Linked DNA regions of Ovis aries: region 1 is linked to region 2. A link is a contact called in public Hi-C data. All regions are on one chromosome and are shown on one strand. The core of a region is the stretch at or near the end of the contact, and the rest is flanking DNA. Distances in the headings are between cores, read along the strand shown. Region 1 holds the start of DEGS2 (delta 4-desaturase, sphingolipid 2). Region 2 holds the start of EVL (Enah/Vasp-like).

Region 1 (6,027 bases), core at 1,431-3,930, 160 kb before region 2:
ACTGCAGACTGTGACTGCAGCCAGCCACGAAATTAAAAGATGCTTGCTCCTTGGCAGAAAAACTATACAAACCTAGACAGCATATTAAAAAGCAGAGACATCACTTTGCCAACAAAGATCCATATAGTCAAAGCTATGGTTTTTCCAGTAGTCATGTAGGGATGTAAGAGTTGGATCATAAAGAAGGCTGAGTGATGCAGAACTGATGCTTTTGTGGTGTTGGAGAAGACTCTTGAGAGTCTCTAACAGCAAGGAGATCAAACTAGTCAATCCTAAAGGAAATCAACCCTGAATATTCATTGGAAGGACTGATGCTGAAGCTGAAGCTCTAATCCTTTGTCCACCTGATGCGAAGAACTGACTCATTGGAAAAGACCCTGATTCTGGGAAAGACTGAAGGCAGGAGGAGAAGGGGACGACAGAGGATGAGATGGCTGGATGGCATCACTGACTCAATAGACATGAGTTTGAACAAGATGGTGAAGGACAGGGAAGCCTGGCGTGCTGCAGCCCATGGGATCACAAAGAGTTGGACATGACTTAGCAACTGAACAAGATTGAAAGTCATGAACTTTTATTACACTCCCAGGTGTCTCTCCAGTCTGTCCTTTGACTTGTCCCCTTTTCGGCCTCAATTTTCTCATCTGTAAAATGAAGCCATTGGGCAAGTGTCAACTGGACAGGCGGAGTCCTGGGGTCCATCTGTGAGTGGTTTTCTGATCTCTGTCCTGGGAATAGGGAGCTGGCAGGCATGGTGGTGCCCAGAGGGCAGAGCTGGGACCCAGATCTCACTGGTTGTAACATGGGGCCGACATTCTGACTTTGGCCTTTAAAGTCGAAGGTCAGGGGCGTGTCCCAGCTTTCCTGCTTATTCTGAAAAGTGCAAGAAAGTAAAAGTGTTCATTGCTCACTGGTGTCCGAGTCTTTGCGATCCCCATGAACTGCAGCCCACCAGACTACTCGGTCCATGGAATTGTCCAGGCAAGAACACTGGAGTGTGTTGACATTCCCTTCTCCAGGGGATCTTCCCCACCCAGGGGTTGAACCTAGTCTCCTGCATTGCAAGAAGATTCTTTACTGTCTGAGTCATCAGGGAAGCTTATTTTGAGGGTCTCTTTATCTCTGAACCTCAGTTTACCCATCTGAAAGTGGCCGCTGTTGGGATGACTGCTATGGCTCCCTCTGGCTGTGAGCAGAGCAGGTTGCCCTGGGAGATGCCGAGCTCTCCGTTTCCAGAGGCGTGCAAGCCAAGAAGATGACACTGTTGGGTGGTGCAGGGGGTGGTGGTGACCCAAGGCTCTAAGCATGTCCCTTTTGGACAGGGAAGCCAGCCTCCGCACTGGCCCATTTTCCTACCCTTGACTCTGGGGCAGGTGGCTGGCTGCCACGGTGTGCCCACATATTTGCTTCCCGTGTCATCTCATGCCAGGACTGCCTCTGGCCCTAGGCTGAGGGTGGTCTGCCAAATGTACCACACCCGTGGCCACAGACTTGCAGGAGAATGGGGGCGATGCTCACCATCATTTCCTGCCTGCCTTGTGGTACCTCTGACTTCCAGGTCAGTCTGCTTCCCCAGGCAGCTCCTGCAGGTCGGGCTCTAATACACAGGGCACACCATGCAAAGCCCCAAAGGAGCAAGAGGAGGATGGGGGGGGACCCCTGGGAAGGAGGAAAATGAGGAGCCCTGTGCCCCGACTCCCCCCAAACCAGACTCTATTCTGACAAGGTTTGGGTTCTTCCAAGTCCCAGCCTTTGCATCTTCCATTGGCTCTACCGCCGATGCCCTTGGCCTTCTTCAGCTGTTGAACTCCTACTCACCCTTTGAGACCTAAGACAAAAACCCCTGGACTGTGCCCTGGCTGTCCCAGGACCTACCTGTGTCCGGGCACGTATCATCCTGAGTCGTAACCAGCCTCTTCCGTGCCCATGTTCCTGTCCCTGGCCTTCCCTGAAGGCGGGGATGGGGCTGACTCATCTCCCTGAAGCTGCAGACGCCTCATCCCCTGCCCTCTGCTAATCGCAAGAAAGGAGTGGGTAGGGGCAGGGCGGATCGCTGTGACGAATCTTTCCCCAGCTCCTTCTGTTTTTGTTTGTTCGTTCTGGCTGCAAGGCGGGGCATGCGGGCATGCGGGATTGCCTCCACGCCTTCTGCAGTGGAACCGCGGAGTCTTAACCGCTGGACCGCCAGGGAAGCCTCCCCTTCTTTTCATCTGCACAACGCAGCCGTCTAATCCCTACCCTCCAACCCCTGCTCCGGGCCGCGGGGCGGGGCGAGGGGGGACGCACCTCACTGGCGGGTCCGTCGGGGCAGGGGCGGCGCGAGCGCGAGTGGCTCTGGGCCGCTGAGAGAACAGGCGCCCCGCCGCGATGGGGCCTCCGGGAAGCCGGGGGCACGGGCGTCCCCGCACACCCCGCGGCCCAGGGACTCTCCCGGGGTCACACTGACAGTCCATTTTCCAACCCGAGGCAACTGAGGCGCCCGGAGGCCCGGGGACTCACCTCCGCCCAGCCCGAGGCCCCGCCCCCGAGGGCCTGCCCCTCCGACTGGCACCGGCGCCCCGGCCCCGCCCTGAGGCTCCGCCCCCAAGACCCCGCCCCTCCCGGTGGCCCAGGCGCTCGAAGCCCCGCCCCCGCCCCGCCCCCGAGCCCCGAACTGGTCCTCGTGCGGCGCAGGACGACAGGTGCCGCGGAGCCGAGCCCTGCGCAGCAGCTGGGCGCTCAGAGCCGCGCTCCCAGCCCCACCATGGGCAACAGCGCGGGCCGCAGCGACTTCGAGTGGGTCTACACGGACCAGCCTCACACGCAGCGGCGCAAAGAGATGCTCGGTGAGCGCGGGCCCCAAGTGGGGACAGCCCTGGGGCCGTGTGGTGTCCCAGGTCAGCCCGAGCCCGGGGAGGCGTCGCTCCTGCGCGGCCCGGATGCCCAGCAGGCCTTCCCCGACCTCTGCTTCGAGGGTGGGGGCTCCACTCCCCGTCCGGCAGCTTCCCCGGCCCAGGGTCCCCAGCTCCGGTCTGAGACTCCCTTCGCGTCTCTGCCTCTGTCCCGGGACTGGGGACCCGAGGACCCGAGCCCAGATCCGTACGTCGGGGGAGCGCGTCTCGGCTACTCCATCCCGGCTGTGGGACAGGAGCCCCTCCCGGGACTCGAGGCGCACAGGTCAGCCCCAAGGACTGTCTTTGTGAGGGATGCGCCGCCCCCGCCCCGCGAAGGCAGCTCCGTGGGTACCTGTCGTCCGCCGCACCCTGGGCTCCCCTGTGCGCCAAGCGCCAGGTCCCAGCGGCCCCGCCCGAGAGGCCCCAAGCCCAGCCCCAAAACCGGGCTTTAGGGCAGAATGAACGCCTGGAAGGAAGCAAAGCTGAACGAGAGACAACTTATCTGAAAACAAACAACAAACAGAGGTTTACCAGAGTCTGTCCTTTAATTTTGTAGCCCAGTGTCTGGTGGCCCCTCTCTGTTATGTAGTGTCCTGGAAAGTCATTTTTACTTACACGGTCACCCGTCCTGTGGACTCACCCACCCTGCGGGCTCCATCAGCCTCTCAGAAGGACCCAGAATGTACGGTTCCTTCTCCCACGATAAGGGGTTCAAGGACTCGCACCTGCAGAGCAGCTTCTGCTCGGTGCCACCAAGTCGCCTTTGCAGCCGGCTTCCAGGTGAACACGGTCCCCCTCCCTAAAGTCGGTCACCATTCCACACTCTCACCCACACCTGCAGTTGGCAAAAGTCTTTAATCTTTGCCAAACAGGTTGACAAAACAATACTATTTCATTACGACTTTAACGTTTGATTTGATGATTGCTTTCAATGTCTAATTGGTCATTTAAATTTGTGTTTTGCTTTCTTTTGGGTTGGAGTTTTGCTTGTTGGGTTGTTAGAACTCTTTGTATCGAAGTTTTTAACCCTTAGTCGTAAATACAATGCATTGCAAATCTTTTTCCCTTTATAATCACAAGAGCTTTTTTTTTTTTTAATGCATTTGAATAGATTGGATTTTTTTCTTCAGATTTTTCTCTTTTGTGTCTTCCTGCTCCACCCCAAGACTAGGGAAGTATCTTCCTATTCCTTTTAAACCTTTCAGACACCGGATGCACTGAGTGGTTAATGCAGGGCTCTGCCCTGCTGTTGCTGGGGTTCCAGGGCCTGGAGACCCCTGGGTGGGTCTGTGGGTCTGTGGTTTTCTCCTGTGAGGTGAGCGATAACCCTGCACTGTGTGTGGCCTCAGCGGGGGCAGCATCGTCTGCTGCACTTGCGAACTTCCTGCAGGTGGCTCAGAGGGTCCTGCTGGGCTGTGTCTCCTTCCCCTTCCTGGGCTCTCCCCGCTGCCCACCCCCCTTACAGGACTCAATGCACACCTGGCCCCAGGTGGAGAAGGCTGGGAGATGTAGCCTGGCCCACAGAGCTGCTTGTAGGGATGCAGACACTCTGGACTACAGCCTTACTTCCCCAGTCTGCATAATGGGCACAGTCATCCTTTCTGGCAGAGTGGGTATGAGGATAAAAGGAGATGTTGAGTGAGAAGGTGCTCCAGTGTGTTACCCAGCAAGCCAGGACGTGGAGAAGAACTCCTCTCTGAAGAGAGAAGCCACAGGCCCTGGAACCAATCCAGGAAGCATCCTGGACAGGATGGCTGGGAACCCTGGAAGACCTAGAGAAGAGGGCGGCCACTTGGGCCAGGGCGGGGACAGCACAAGTTCTCAAGGGCTGACTCTCCAGGGCGCTTTGCAGATTCCCATTCTGCAGTAGGTGCTGCGGGTTCCTCCCCACAGAGCCAGTTTTGAGCTAACGAACTTGGAATGTGTCTTCCTCCCTCCCTCCCAGGCATTGCACTCACGGTTCCTGCCTGCCCTATTCGCTCAAGCTCAGCTCTCCCTCCTGCAGGAACAGCCCCCTCCCGGCCTGGGTTGGGGGAGGGTGTTCCCGTGGGATTCCCCTTCCAGCCCATCAGGTCTTTATCTCTTGGAGGCAGGTTTCCAGACCTAGAAGGTTTGTAGACCTTGATTTTGAGCCAGGACCACACCCAGTCATCAGCTTTGTGTCGCTGGGTGGGTCAATAAGCAGATGAAGAAACTGAGGTCTGATTGAGTTAAACGGGTTCATCATAGTGCTTCCTTTGTGGAGATGTTGTGCAGATTACATGAGGTGGGGGGAAGTGTTTTGCCACCACTCAATCAGAAAGGCTCCGTGATTTCCCCAAGGACCGGGAGTGAGTGCTCTTCCTTCTCTGTTTTCCTCTTTTCTTCCATCTGCTGTTTCCCAGCCTGAGAAAAACCCTACATTTAACTGTCAGCCTGTCTTTACAGGGGAGGCCCCAGAGTGGGGCTCAGAGAGGGGAAGTGACTTGCCCAGGGCTACACAGCTTAGAGGCCACAGAGGCCAAATTGGTGTTCAGGCAGGGATGTGCCCCAGGCCTAGCCAGCTCCCTGGGGGCCACTGGATGCTCCTAAAGAGCCTCACCTCTTGGAGTCAGTAGTGCGTGCATGCTAAGTCACTTCAGTCTGTCTGACTCTTGGCAACCCCATGGACTGTGGCCCACCAGGCTCCTTGGTCCATGGGATTCTCCAGGCAAGAATACTGGGATGAGTTGCAGTTTCCTCCTCTAAGGGATCTTCCCAACTCAGACGTCTCTTATATCTACTTGCATTGGCGGGCGGGTTCTTTCCCACTAGGGAAGCTCAATCCTGGAGTCGGAACCCAGGAAGTCCCTGCGTAGAACTTTGTGCAGTACCAAAGTCCACCTCCAGATCCTGCCTGGACGAAGGAGACATGCCTCTCAGGTCAGGGCTGAGGTTCCACGAGCTTCGAGGGCAGGAGCAGAGAGCCAGTGGGGTTCTGTCCTGTTGGAGATCAGAGCCCAAGCCAGGCACGCCCAGAGGAGTAAGAGGCAGCGTTTGAATTTGTCTTTTCCAAAACAAATAGCTTTGTGATTTTTTTTTTGTTTTTGAGTTTTATTTATGAAAGTGCACACACATAGTTAAAAAAAATCAAATAATCAAAAAATAATCCAAGGAAGTAAGGCTCCGGCAATTG
Region 2 (6,448 bases), core at 3,880-6,379:
GTGGACATGTGCCTCAGACGTTCAGTTTATTTGTTAGAATGCATCCCCAGCCCTATGCCTTTCTAAGACACTCCTGGATAGGGCCAGTTCAGAGGTTTCATTTCTGACCCTTTTCAATCTATGCACTCCCATGAGATTATCTAGCAAGAAAAATATGATATTTTCATTTTAAAAATTTCAGCATTGAACAAAAGGATTTTCACAGGTGAGTGATACTGCTTATAAATATCTAAATTAAATAAGTTGACAACAAAGGTAAAGAAAAGAACACCCCTCGACTCATTTAGGTCCATTTGCAAAAGCCTAGTATTTGAGGTACATGTAAATACACACGTATGGATGTTTAACTACAAACAGCCTGCAACAGAGAACCATGTCAAACTGTTAGCAGCATTTTAAAAGAAAAAAAAAAATCCATAAAGAAAAAGGGTAAAAAAAAAAAAAAAAAGAAAAAGGGTAACTGGATGACTCATTTTGGAAAAAGTATTTAAAAACTTTCACTTCTATATCCATGACTTGTCATCTGATCCCCCAAAATGGGATCTGAGAACTCTATTATAGATCAAAAACTAAAATGTTCTAGTCAAGTGGATTTATCAAACAATGAAGGAAATCAAGACAGAAAAAAGAAATGAATATTAAAAGAGAGAAAAAGCAACTGCTTCCTTTGCTTTACAGTAATGATCTACCATTTTTTCCAATTAATTACTTGCTAAAAGGAAATAAAGATTTATTCTTAAAGCTAAGCGTATTTCACAAAATGAAATGCTCTAATATAGTTATAACACAAGAAAATACGTGGTGGTATTCTCCATAGCTTCTGTAACCTGATAGTTTAAGTCTCCTCCAAAACTGGATGCTGACTCAAACTGTCCCTAATATCAGGGACTTTTTTCGTGCGTGCTGTTTCTTCAGTCACGTCTGACTCTGCAACTCCATGGACTACAGCCCACCAGGCTCCTCTTCGGAGAAGGCAATGGCACCCCACTCCAGTACTCTTGCCTGGAAAATCCCATGGACGGAAGAGCCTGGTAGGCTGCAGTCCAAGGGGTCGCTGTGAGTCGGACACAACTGAGTGACTTCCCTTTCACTTTTCACTTTCAGGCATTGGAGAAGGAAATGGCAACCCACTCCAGTGTTCTTGCCTGGAGAATCCCAGGGACAGGGGAGCCTAGCGGGCTGCCGTCTATGGGGTCGCACAGAGTCAGACACGACTGAACCAACTTAGCAGCAGCAGCAGGCTCCTCTGTCCATGTGATTTTCCAGGCAAGAGTACTGGAGTGGGTAGCCATTTCCTCCTCCAGGGATCTTCCCACTCCAGGGACTGAACTCCAGTCTCTTAGGTCTCCTGCACTGGCAGGTGGGTCCTTTACTACTAGCAGCCCCATATCAGGGACTATTACTTCCAGTAAACATGAACTTAGAAAACTGAGAACAATCCTCCAGCTGGAAAGAACTAGACAAGCAGGGGGGAAATAGAGTAAAAATCTGCCTGGAGGCTTGAAGGAAGAAGGGACATCAGATGCTCAGGGAGATGAGATCAGAACTTGGGGCTACTTTTCCTTGGGGGTGTTTGCCAACTCTAGGGGGAATCCTAAAAGCATGGCGTTGGGTTGGGGGATAACAGGGCTAGAGAAGAGATGAGCACTAGCACTAAAGGCCAACAGAACAGGTAGAAACATCCCGATCCTTGAGGCTGCATCGAAGAGACTCCAGGTTATACGTGCCCCGTTTCTCTGGCAAAAGCAAATGTGAATTATCTCTGGAAGAGAAAAACATCGTCTTGGGCAAATGACTTTCTACAATTTGGCAAATCTGATGTCCAGCAGAATTAAAACAAATTAAAAAGCAAAAACAATTAGACACATAAGGAGACAAGACAATATGAATGACAAACAAGGAAAACAGACTTTGGAAATGACTTACAAATACTGCCATAATGGGATAAACTTCAAGCATTATGCATACTATGTTCAAGGAGTTGAAAGACAATACTGATAATTTTGGCAGATAGCTGGAAACTACAAAGAAACTATAAAAAGAAACCCAAATCGAAATTAAAGAACCAAAAACCATAGAATAACTGAAATTAAAAACTCAAGTGATAGGAAAAAGAAGAGAGGGGAGATCCAGAGTGAAGGAAAAAGAGGCAGAAAACAGAAGGAAGGTTAAGAGACACAGAAGATACAGTGAAATAGTCTAACGCGCATAATTGTAGTGCTAGAAGGAAAGGAGAGAGAGAATGGGAGAGAAGCAAAATATGCAGTCCCAATGGCACAAGACTTCCAAAAACTAATGAAAGACATGAAGCCAAAGATTCAAGAAGCCCTAAGTTATGTTCATCTTAAAAAAAAAAAAAAAAAAAATCCATACAGCAAAGAAAATACTGCTGAAAACCAAAGACAGAGAACACTTCACAAGCAGCCAGATGAACTTCCCAGGTGGTCCAGTGGCTAAGACTCCAGCTCCCAGTGTGGGGTGCCCAGGTTTGATCCCTGGTCAGAGAACTGGATCCCACATGCCACAACAAAGAGCTCTGCATGCTGCGAGCATGCCTCAGCTAAGACCCAGTAAAGCCAAATAAATAAATCTTTTTTAAAATTAGTAAGTTTTAAAAAAATTTAAATGGAGAAAAAATTACTTTCAAAGAACGACAGACAAATGACTTCTCAACAGAAAACAATCGATGTTAGAAACCATGAGGTATCTTTGAGGTGTTAGAAGAAAATAATGTCAAACCAAGAATTTTACTACTACTGAAAAGACCCTTCTAAAATGGAGGAAACTGTTCTAAAATTAGACTGTGGCAATGGTTTCCTAAGTCTGTGAAAATACTGCGTGTGTGTATATGAAAATACTAAAAATTACCCAACTGTATACTTTAAATGGGTATATTTTAAGATATGGGAATGATATCTCAAGAAATGTTTTTCAATGAAGAATAAATAAGGAAATCTGTGAACACTAAGAATTTGTCACCACAGACTTGCACTAAAGAAATTCTAAAGGGAATTCCTCAGATGGAAAGAAATGATTCCAAATGGAAGACTGGAAGATGACGAAGGTGGCACAGCAAAGCGATGGGGAAAAGATGATGTTTTTTTATAAACAGTGCGGAATAAATGGTTCTGGTAAAAAAGAAAAATTTGACCCCCTTTTCACAAGTTACACAAAAGTCACTTCCAAGTGGACTGTGGATCTTGTACTTTGAAAGGCAGGGCAGTAAGATGTTACAGGAAACTATCTTCTTGACTTTGACAGAGAACTCCCACAGATTAGGAAGAAAAAGATGTGTAAACCCCAAAGACTTCTGAACAGATGCTTCGTAAAAGATATCAAATAAACATAAAAAGATGTTCGGCCTCATCTGTCTGCAACAAACCATAATCCAAAACCACACTGGGACACCTCACCAGGCTGCCTGCACAATCACCAGGATGGCTAAAATTGAAGACTGACAATACCACGTGCTGACAAGGAAGCAGAGCACAAGAAGTCTCATACCCTTGCTGGAAGGAGTGTAAACCAGTACAGGCACTTCAGAAATTTGGTGTTACCTCTCAAAGTTGGAAGATACAGGTATCTTCTGACCCAGAAGTTCTACTGCTCAGACGGTGAAGAATCAGCCTACGATGCAGGAGACCCTGGTTTGATCCCTGGGTTGGGAAGATCCCCTGGAGAAGGGAATGGCAACCCACTCCAGTACACTTGCCTGGAGAATCCCAAAGACAGAGGAGCCTGGCAGGCTACAGTCCATAGAATCGCAGAGTCGGACACGACTGAGCGGCTGACGTTTAAGAAACAAATGTCCTCAAATAGCGGAATGATTAAGATGTAGTATCTTCATATAATGGAATACGACAGATTAATAAAAATGAGCAGCAGTTGAAGTAAAGGATGCATTTCAGAAACACCTTGAGTGAAAGAAGCCAGACACACAAAAGACTATATATTGCATGAGTATTTCATTTATATAAAGATCACAAAACGGGCAAAAACGAAAGACACTATAGTGTTTATGGGATATTATGTTTGGAAGGTACACTTACACAGACAAAAGGCAAGGAAGTGATTATCCGCACAAGTCAGCTGACCTCTGGAGAAAGAGAATTTCGAGTTCCTGGTGCTGGCAATGTTTTTTTCTCGAACTGATAACCATCAATCCCCCCTGGCTGGGTAATGAACCACGGAATGGTACGTTGTGGGTCTTGCACTTTAGTGGCGTGCAAGAAGAAAGGAAATGGGGACGAGAAAAAGGGAGCAGAGGCAGGCGAGCAGCTCCAGGTGGAAGGACACGACCCCTTAACGTGCGAGCTCGGGGCGGCGGCACAGGGCGGCCGAGGCCGAGGGCACGAAGTCCGGGGGAGGGCGGCCAGAGTGCGGGTGCTGCTCGCGGCCGGGCGCGGCCACACACGCCCGCGGGGTCGCCTCCCCACCGGGCCCCCAGCCCCCCGCGAGCTGCACAGGCGGGCGCCGCCCGCGTCGACTCCCCCAGACCCTCCCAGCGTCCCCGAAGGCCCCCCACCGCCGGTGCTCCTGAGGCCCTCCCCGCGCTCCGCACGCCGCCCGCCGGGTCGCCCCACGCGCCAGCCAGACTCACCTCATTGTCGCTGCCGGGGCGGGCGGGCGCGCGGGCCGGGGGGCGCGGCGCGGGGCGCGGGGCGTTAGCGGGGCAGCCGGCCCCGGGCGCGGCGGCTCCGCGTCTCGCTGGGCTGCGGGGGGCAGCGGGGGCTCATCTTCTCCGTGCGGGCGTCCGGGCCGCTAGCTGCGGGGACGGGCTGAGGCGGCGGCGCCTGACAGCCGGGCCCCGGCCCCTGCCATCTTGGCGGGCGCGTGCCCGGGCCGCTGTGTGCGCGCGCCGCCGGGGGTTAGGGGGAAGGGGAGAGCGCCGTCCGGGTCCCGCCGGCCCGGGGGGAGCGCGCGCGCCCGCCCGAGACTCGGGGCGCAGTCCCCGGGCGGGCGCGGGCGTCTGCGACGCCGTCGACGGAGAGACGGGCAGGCGCGCGGGTGCGCGCGCGCGCGCGCGGGCGAACTCAGCCCAGGAGTCGAGACTGAGGGGAAAGCGCGCGCGACGGCCCAAGCACCACACAAAAGGCGCGGGGCCCCAGAGCCCGCGCCTCCGGCAGAACGGAGCCCGAGGCTGCGAGGGGCGGCGCGGGGCCTAGGGGGCGGGACTTGAGGCGAGGCCCGGCCTGGAGGGGCGGGGCTTCGAAGGAACAGAGCCTTCGAGCGGCGAGAAGGAGCTCGGTAGTGACCTGACCGGGACGGGCGGATGTGGCGGGGGCGGGGCTTAGAAGAACGCGCGAGCCTTGAGAGGCGGGACCGAGGAGGAGGGCCGGGGCGGGCTTAGGGGGCGGGCCGGGGCGGGCTTAGAGGGCGGGGATAGGGAGCAAGGCCTGGCCGCGAGGGGCGGGGCTTAGGGCGAGGCCTGATTGTGAGGGGCGGGGCTTCGAAGAAATGGTGCCTTGAGCGGCGAGAAGGAGCTCGGTAGGGGCCTGGCCGGGATGGGTGGATGTGGCGGGGGCGGGGCTTAGAAGTAAGCGTGAGCCTTGAGAGGCGGGGCTGAGGAGGAGGGCCGGGGCTAAAGTGGGCGGGGCGGCCGCGCGGCACCTGGAGCGCGGCGCCCCCTCCCTGCGCCCGGCGCCTCCCCCAACCACAAAGGAAGCGTAGAGCTTCGGCGTCCTTGGCCTTGGTGGGAGAATTCCATCTTCTCCGCGCCCTGCGGTGGGCTCCGCCTGCTCGAAGCCAGTGAGCCACCTGGATTCTCAGGGCGTCGAACGACCTCCTGTCTTTGTAAATACAGAGTCAAGGCTGGGATGGGGAGTCGTAGCTTGGAGCCAGTATCAACAACAGCTGAAGGATCTCAATCCATAAAGCCCCACCTGGCGCCCCCAAACCAAACACTTGAGAACAATCACATCGGCTGCGCTAGGTTGTCCAGGTTTTCTCTGACTGTTAAATCCCCAGCCCTTCCTGAAGGTTAGCCATTCTCGTTGCTGGAAGTACTAAACCCTCCAAGTCTGACTTTCTGCATCTAATTAGACACCATGCGTTGCGCTTTCGCACTATCGCCACTAATGCTCCCATTCTCCTCTCACAGCAACAATGAAATTTGTCTTCTAAACAATTGCATCCGAGCAAGAGCACGTGAAACGTTTAGCGGTGTCTGGCATGCATTAGGAGGGCAGCAAAGGGGTCGCTATTTACCCCTGGCTGGCAGTGAGGACCGAGTGGTTTTGCCCAAGATACAGGAAGTAGTGGCGCCAGTTCTCAAGCTAAGGTTTTTTTTGATTCAGAATCCCAGTGCCTGTCCATTCTCATCTGCTTCGTCCATTCTCATCTGCTGTGGTGATTGTCCCCTCCCTCAGCATCCACCTGTACTCAGACTTCTTAACCCTTGGCCGTCACACCTCCACTTTCCTTCCCCCATTTGTTTGAGCCGATGTCT

The links. Hi-C and Micro-C count contacts between places; a contact is called where the count stands out from the background.
Region 1: a contact with region 2 is called in a Hi-C map of liver, with 3 times the contacts expected there. The contact joins the promoter of DEGS2 here to the promoter of EVL in region 2. A contact is called at or near these places in 6 of 16 Hi-C or Micro-C datasets (hypothalamus, liver, mixed tissues and 3 more).

Annotation. Positions count from the first base shown.
Region 1 is chr18:62,752,571-62,758,597 of ARS-UI_Ramb_v3.0, reverse strand. It overlaps DEGS2 (delta 4-desaturase, sphingolipid 2), which reads left to right and starts at 2,680. Exons shown (of 3, transcript XM_015102049.4): 1 at 2,680-2,825. The coding sequence starts at 2,744.
Region 2 is chr18:62,589,734-62,596,181 of ARS-UI_Ramb_v3.0, reverse strand. It overlaps EVL (Enah/Vasp-like), which reads right to left and starts at 5,129. Exons shown (of 16, transcript XM_027957393.3): 1 at 4,601-5,129.